2 separate regions of the Rattus norvegicus genome follow, and region 1 is linked to region 2. Evidence: chromatin contacts called from public Hi-C data. All regions are on one chromosome and are shown on one strand. Each heading gives the region's core, a stretch centred on a gene start, on an enhancer-like site or on the middle of the called end of the contact. The rest is flanking DNA. Distances are from core to core; before and after follow the strand shown.

Region 1 (3,424 bases), core at 245-2,744, 160 kb after region 2:
CAGGGAACCCTCCCTCGTTTTGAAGAAGCTTTTTTCATGGTGTATGCTCAATCAAACTGTGCCTGAAAATCTGGGACACACGGGAATGTTTCAGTGGGAAATCCTTCCAGCCAGCAGCTTCTGTCACTATGTAATGGCTCTCATGCTCATGACGGTTACTGTCAGCAGCGCCGGGCATTGTCTAAGTTTGATGCAAAGCTTAAGTGGGTCATTTTTACCCCTGAACCCCCAACCCTCTCCTCCCCCTCTCCCTCCTCTCCATGCCCTCCTCTCCCTCCTCTCCCCCTCCCCCCTCACAGGTCTCATGTAATCCAGACTGGCCTCAGGTTTGATAGGAACTGGAGGATGACCTTTTATCTGGACACACCCTGGAGAAAGTGGGGAGTAAGAAGCTGGGCTGGAGCGAGAACGCAGCGATGAAGAGCACGTCGCTCTTGCAGAGAAACCTGGTTTGATTCCCAGCACCCACATGGTGGCTTCAAATCATCTATAACTCCAGCCCCAAAGGATCCGAAGCCTTCCTCTGACCTTCAACCTACATAACCAGGCAGGAACATGGTGAATGTATATACTCACAGGCAACGCACTCAGACACATAACTGATTAACTAACTAAATAAATCTGTAACTTAAAAAAAAAAGAAGGAATGGGTTGGGGATTTAGCTCAGTGGTAGAGCGCTTGCCTAGCAAGCTCGAGGCCCTGGGTGGTTCAGTCCCCAGCTCCAAAAAAAAAAGAAGGAAAAATAAATAAAAGCTGTGGGGGGTGGGGTGGGGAGGGCTTGGAATATGGCTTCTTCTGCAAGCTTGAGCACCTGAATTCCATCTCTGCATGAAAACCCATGCAGGAGCTGGACACCATGGTGCAAACTTGTAGTTCCAGTGGCAGAGGCTGAGACAGGCAGATCCCTGGGGCCCTATCGCTAGCTAGTCTTCTACTGAATGAGTTCCAGGCAAGGCCTTGTCTCAGAAAAGAACTGGTAGCCAGCTCTTCAGGAACAACAGCAGAGGTCACCTTCTGGCCTCTGCACGTCCACCTATGACCCCTCCCATGACTGTGGGGACATTTTGTTCAGGGGGCCAGGACTTCCACCTGACAGTTTGATCTAATGTGGCAGCTGAGGTAGACGCTGTCTCAGAAAGGCCAGTCTGTCAGGGAGGGCAGGACAAAGCAAACGAGGGGTCCCTGCTGGCATTCGACTCAGCCACTCAAAATCTTCACCTCATTTCTCCTTCATCCACCCTCACCTGGGGTGGGGAGCAGAACTATGCCCACTTAAAGGCAGAGAGAGCTGACTCCACAGCCCAGGTCCAGCGTAGAGCCAGGGTGTTAGCGTCAAAGGCTTTTCCCAAGCCCCAGGCAAGGAGGAGGGATGAGTCATGCCTTCCTACTCAGGAGAAGGAACAGAACCAAATGCCTCCTTCATCACTGAGTCACGGCTCGGAAGTGCCATTTTTAGACGTCTCAGGAGGCTCCGAGTTGGTGAATCAGAATACCCAGTACCGAGCTAGACTTTACAGAAGCCTGAAGTCCAAGAGGCGGAGTCTGGCACACTGAGCACACACAATTAGACGGGCACTGCCTACACAGAACCGCTGGGCTCGTGGACCTCCTTCAGGGAGGGTTAACCCTGCTTCTAAGGGATTAGTGTGCTGCACTCCCGGGAAGGGATGCAGGGGAGAGGAGTGGGGGTGGAACAGGGTTCAGGCTACATTGGAGAATGTAGGGTTGGTATCCTGGCTACAGTGGGAGGTTCATAATGTGAAGTTGCCTCAAGCTGTCACTAAGTCACTTGTGTAGTGTATCTCGGGGTTCTTTGAGAACAACAGCAACTCTTCAGAGTTTCTTGCAGCAGGGGTCCTAGGACACCAGCATGGGATACATAGAGTATGTGACTCATAAGGGTCTGGGTGGAGAAATGGTTAGCCTGCCCTTCCCTTCCCTTCCCTTCCCTTCCCTTCCCTTCCCTTCCCTTCCCTTCCCTTCCCTTCCCTTCCCTTCCCTTTCTCTCTCTCTCTCTCTCTCTCTCTCTCTCTCTCTCTCTCTCTCTCCCCCCCACTTTCTCCCTCCATGTGTGTCTTTACTGTTCTGTTAGCATCTCTGTTGAGCATATAACCAACCACAGTCACTTGTGCCCACCCAAGGGCCAAGGCCAGGAAAGTTAGATTCCTTGGGAAATTCTAGTTTGAGGCATCCATTGTTTCCACACTCAAGAGCCCTTAACTCAAGTTAAGAGACAAACATGCATACATCTTTGGAACATCTTCATTCCTCCTGGTGGTTACAGAACTACAGCAGGCTTAGGGCCCTTAGCACTAGAGACATGACTAGCTCTGTGGTGACAAATGCCTCCAGCCACCTGAGGGCATGCAGCCCCCACGTGCCTAAACTCCTGTGTTCAGCTTTGAGTATGGCCTGGGGACCAAGGGCATGGTATCAACACTGGCTTATGTGCCATAACAAGGCAAGGAGATTCTGCTCTGCAACTGGGCTAGGACCAACCAAGGCTCCAGAAGGAGGAACTCACTTGCAACTGGGTCATGGGTGGTAGAGAGGGCAGCATAAACGTGAAACACCCTCCAGGAGACAACGAACTCTCCATGGTGTCCCATTTCTGAGTATACACCCTGAAGAATTAAAAGCTGGGTCTCCAAAGATGCCTGCTTACCTCTCCACTCCCATCATGTGGAAAACAGCCAGGAGGTGGAGGCTGGGCAAGCATCCGTGAGAGAGGAATAAACAGAACACGCTGGGTACACACACGACGCAGACTCAGCTTTAAAGGTAGCGAGGAGGGCTGGGAAAATGGCTTAACAGGTAACAGCTCTGACATACAAGCGTGAGGATCTGAGTTCAAATCCCCAAAATCCGTGTCAAGGGATTCTATAACCCCAGTGTAGTAGTAGAGGGGCAGAGGCAAGAGGATTCCTGGGGCTTGCTGGCTACCAGCCTAACTCCATGTTCCGTGAGACAGCCTGCCTCATGGGGGCGTAAATCAGTGATGGCACAGGGCCTCCTACATCCTCCTCTGGCCCCCGTGCATGCAAGGGCCGGCACACACATGCACCACATATACATGCAAACAAACAAATAAAAAAATCGCAAGAATTTTAAAAATAGGAAGAAAATGGTGGCTGTCATGTGGATGAGCCTTGAGGCACTGTGCCAAGTGCAATGTTATACAAAGGCCAATGTCTGCCTAATGACTCCCTGTGTAAAGCCCCTAGAATAGTCAGATACACAGAGGCAGGATGTAGACCCTGGTTGCCAGGACATAGGAAGGAGTTGGTGCTTCGAAGAGGCGGGGCCGCAGTTTGGGAGGATGAAATGTTCTGCAGACGGGTGGTGATGATGGCGGCTGGGTGGACAATCGTGTTCATCCTAAATGTACTGTGAAAATGGTCAAGATAGGGGAAGAGGAGGGAG
Region 2 (3,177 bases), core at 184-2,683:
TTTCTGGAGTAAGGTTTTTCAGGAGAAAAGTTCAGCATGTATTTTACTTACTTGAAACAATTAAATAGCATATGCTTTGGGTTAAAAAATAAATATGACAAGGTACAAGAGCCTCAAAATGCTATGAGGGCAGGTATTACAAAAGTCCACTGGCACACAAATTTTATATGTATAGATACTAGTCACTCAGAGTGCATAAAAATACAAGTTCTCAGTGGTTACGAGCACTCTGCTCTTGCAGAGGACCTGGCTCAGTTCCCCAGTACCATACAGTGCTTACGACCATCCCCGAACTCCAGTTACAGGAGATTCAACACCCTCTTCTAGCTTCCATAGGCACCAGGCATACGTATGGTACACAAAGATGCAGGTAAAACAAATATATATAAAACTTTGAAAGAAACAAAAAAGCAAAACACAAAGATCTTGCTTGCTTAGCTTTAAGATATAGCAGAAAGGGACACACAGCCCTAGAGAATTCCATCTCTGGACAAGCTCACTGACAGACCTACTAGACAACCAGTGACAGATTCACTTAATGAACAAGTGTAATCAGACAGTCTCTGTTCAAGGAGTCCAATTCTCCAGCAATGCTGTAACCTGCTCCCCAGTCCAAGGCCAAACAAAGTAAAGGAGAGGTGTGCTCACCTGTACCTCCACCTCACAGGGAGAAGACAAGCTAAAGTAGCACTTGATGAGAATGAAAGTTCTCATTCCCAAACAATGTTGGGCTTTCTAGTGTCTCCTATCCTGACACAGAGCAAGTGCTGCCGGGATGGCCTTTGCATCCCCATCAGCATCCACAACCAACCTCACAGCCCAAGTGCCAGGTGGTAGTGACTTGCCACCACCCAAGAGCTTGAACATAGCCAAGAGTGTGACCTTCCCTCAGCCTCAGTTTCCACACCTATAAAGTATCAGCTCAAACAGACAATAAGGTGGTGTGATTTTCTATAAATAAGAAGCACATTCTGGCATGTGAGTTGAGACTCTGATGCCTGGACTGTGCAGCCAGACCCGAGATCTGCAGCAGCTGAGGGAACATGAGCCAGCAAAGGAATCTGATTTGGAGCCAATTCAAGGCCTAAAATTGGTTCCACTGGTTTCATATTCTTGGCAAGGCCTGAGCAGGCAAACAACTGCAATAGTTTCCACCTAGCATATCTCAGATTCCTTACCTCTTTTCATAATTATCGCTGTTTCTAATTAATGATAATTAGGATGGGGACTTAACAGCAGGTAATTAGAGCAATTGCACAGTTTGCTACTATATTATAATGTCATAGGTTCCATAGGACTCTATAGGAGGAACTGCGGCCTGAGAATGGAGGTCAACAGCTTCTTCTCTCAACCCAAGAAAGCAGCTTTTTCACTCATGTACTCCTGTAGTTCAAGGCCCAGGCCAGCAGCCTGGTAAGAAAGGTAGAGCATAGAACTTTCTAACCAAATCCTTCTCAATCTCAAACCGTTACCTGACCTGGCACCTTTCTCCAGCTCAAGATATTCTAATGCCTCCTCTATAACCTTGGGTATATGAGACCAAGGACTGTATTCCTAGTCAGTAATCTGAATCAACTATAGCACTTTGCTACTAAGAACCAGAGAGCAAACTCAGCAAACATTCAAAGAATTTTTCCTTTCAAAAAAAAAAAAAAACAACAACAATAAAACACCTAAATACACCAACAGACTCTAATCAACAGCCACCTTTGTGTTCATGTGTCATTCATTTTTTAATATAGGGTCTCGGGCTGGAGAGATGGCTCAGTGGTTAAGAGCACTACATGCTCTTCCAGAGGTCCTGAGTTCAGTTCCCAGCCACCACATGGTGGCTGACAACCATCTGTAATAGGGATCCGATGTCCTCTCTGGTGTGTCTAAAGACAACTACAGTGTACTCACATCAAATAAATAAATTTAAAAATAATATAAAATAGGGTCTCTCGCTGACATGACCTTCCAATTAGACAGGCTAGCCAGTGAACTCCAAGGATCCGTCTCTTCCTCTCCACACTAGGGTTATAAGCACACGCCACCATAGCTGGCCTTTACCTTTAAAACAGTGTTCTAGGACTCAAACATGTTTATAATCAAGCATTTTCCTGATTCCCCAAGATTCTTCTGCACTTTTTGTCACACAGATAATTCAGACAACTCTATAGAGTCCAAACTGGCCAAAAGTTAAACAGAGGTGACTTTCCATTCACAAATAATGATCAATACCACAGGAAGCCCTACCATCCTTGTGTGAAGCTAGTGTTTCCCTACAGACTCAAAGATAAGGGAGCCCAGCCAAGGAAACACAGAGCTGCCCTCAGACACCACGCAGTCTGGCTTGTCACTTAGCTCTCTCTAAACAGAGCACCTAAACGCTAACATGCTAACTCTGTCATAGTACGATTCACAGTAGTCCGCATATCACTCGCTATCTATAGGCTGAGAGAGAAGCCAGCAGCCAGCACCAGCAAGCTCTTCATCAGGCATCAGAATCCCTTCACAGCCAAAGGCCTGTGGACCTTTCAGAGGTCAGAGGATCTTCTGCCAAGGCGCCCCACTCTGGCACAGAGCTATCTTTCAGAACTTTGCTTTGTCTAATGCAGGAGGCAGCAGTCACCTGTGACTAAAGGACTATATTTGTAATTTATCTTTTCAAATGCATCGTCATTAAATATTATAATTCAATTTAATGTTCCCCGAAGACTACTGCTGCCATGGACATCACTCTCCTCCTGAACAAGAATGTAAGTTGGTGCCACACGGGAGGAGTTGTCCTCTGACCTCCACACACACATGCTGCTGTGCCACAGGCACACACACCCATACACACAGGATAACTTAAATTTAAAAATGTCTCCCACCTCTGAGTTCTGCAACTAAGTCAACAGAGGAAAGGGACTCTGTTAGCATGAGAAAGCAGTGCAGTGAGAACTAAGTCTCTAAGTCAAACGGACCTCCTGTGTCATCTGCAATGTATGTGGAAACCAGAGGAGACCGGAAGAAGGACATTGGCCCTATCATTTTGAAGCGAGGTATCTCATACACCTGGAGGTAAGTACTCCAGTAATCTGCCTGTTGTTACTTCCCTAGCACCGGGACCTTTAAGTGTAAACTACCACGTATGGCTTTTTATGCGGGTTCTAGGAAACAAATTCAGGTACTTATATACTGAGCACTTTA

What was found. Hi-C and Micro-C count contacts between places; a contact is called where the count stands out from the background.
Region 1: a Hi-C map of liver shows a contact between it and region 2, with 3 times the contacts expected there. The contact joins two enhancer-like sites. A contact is called at or near these places in 2 of 12 Hi-C or Micro-C datasets (frontal cortex and liver).

The regions. Positions count from the first base shown.
Region 1 is chr17:65,808,832-65,812,255 of GRCr8, forward strand. No RefSeq gene overlaps it. Among named protein-coding and RNA genes, the nearest start is that of Dip2c, 87 kb to the left of the region's middle. Within about 2 kb of position 1,495, at least 34 of the 93 cell types and tissues checked have an H3K27ac peak or open chromatin away from gene starts, as enhancers often do.
Region 2 is chr17:65,650,823-65,653,999 of GRCr8, forward strand. The region is part of intron 1 of Dip2c (disco-interacting protein 2 homolog C); the gene reads right to left. Among named protein-coding and RNA genes, the nearest start is that of Dip2c, 71 kb to the right of the region's middle. Within about 2 kb of position 1,434, at least 16 of the 93 cell types and tissues checked have an H3K27ac peak or open chromatin away from gene starts, as enhancers often do.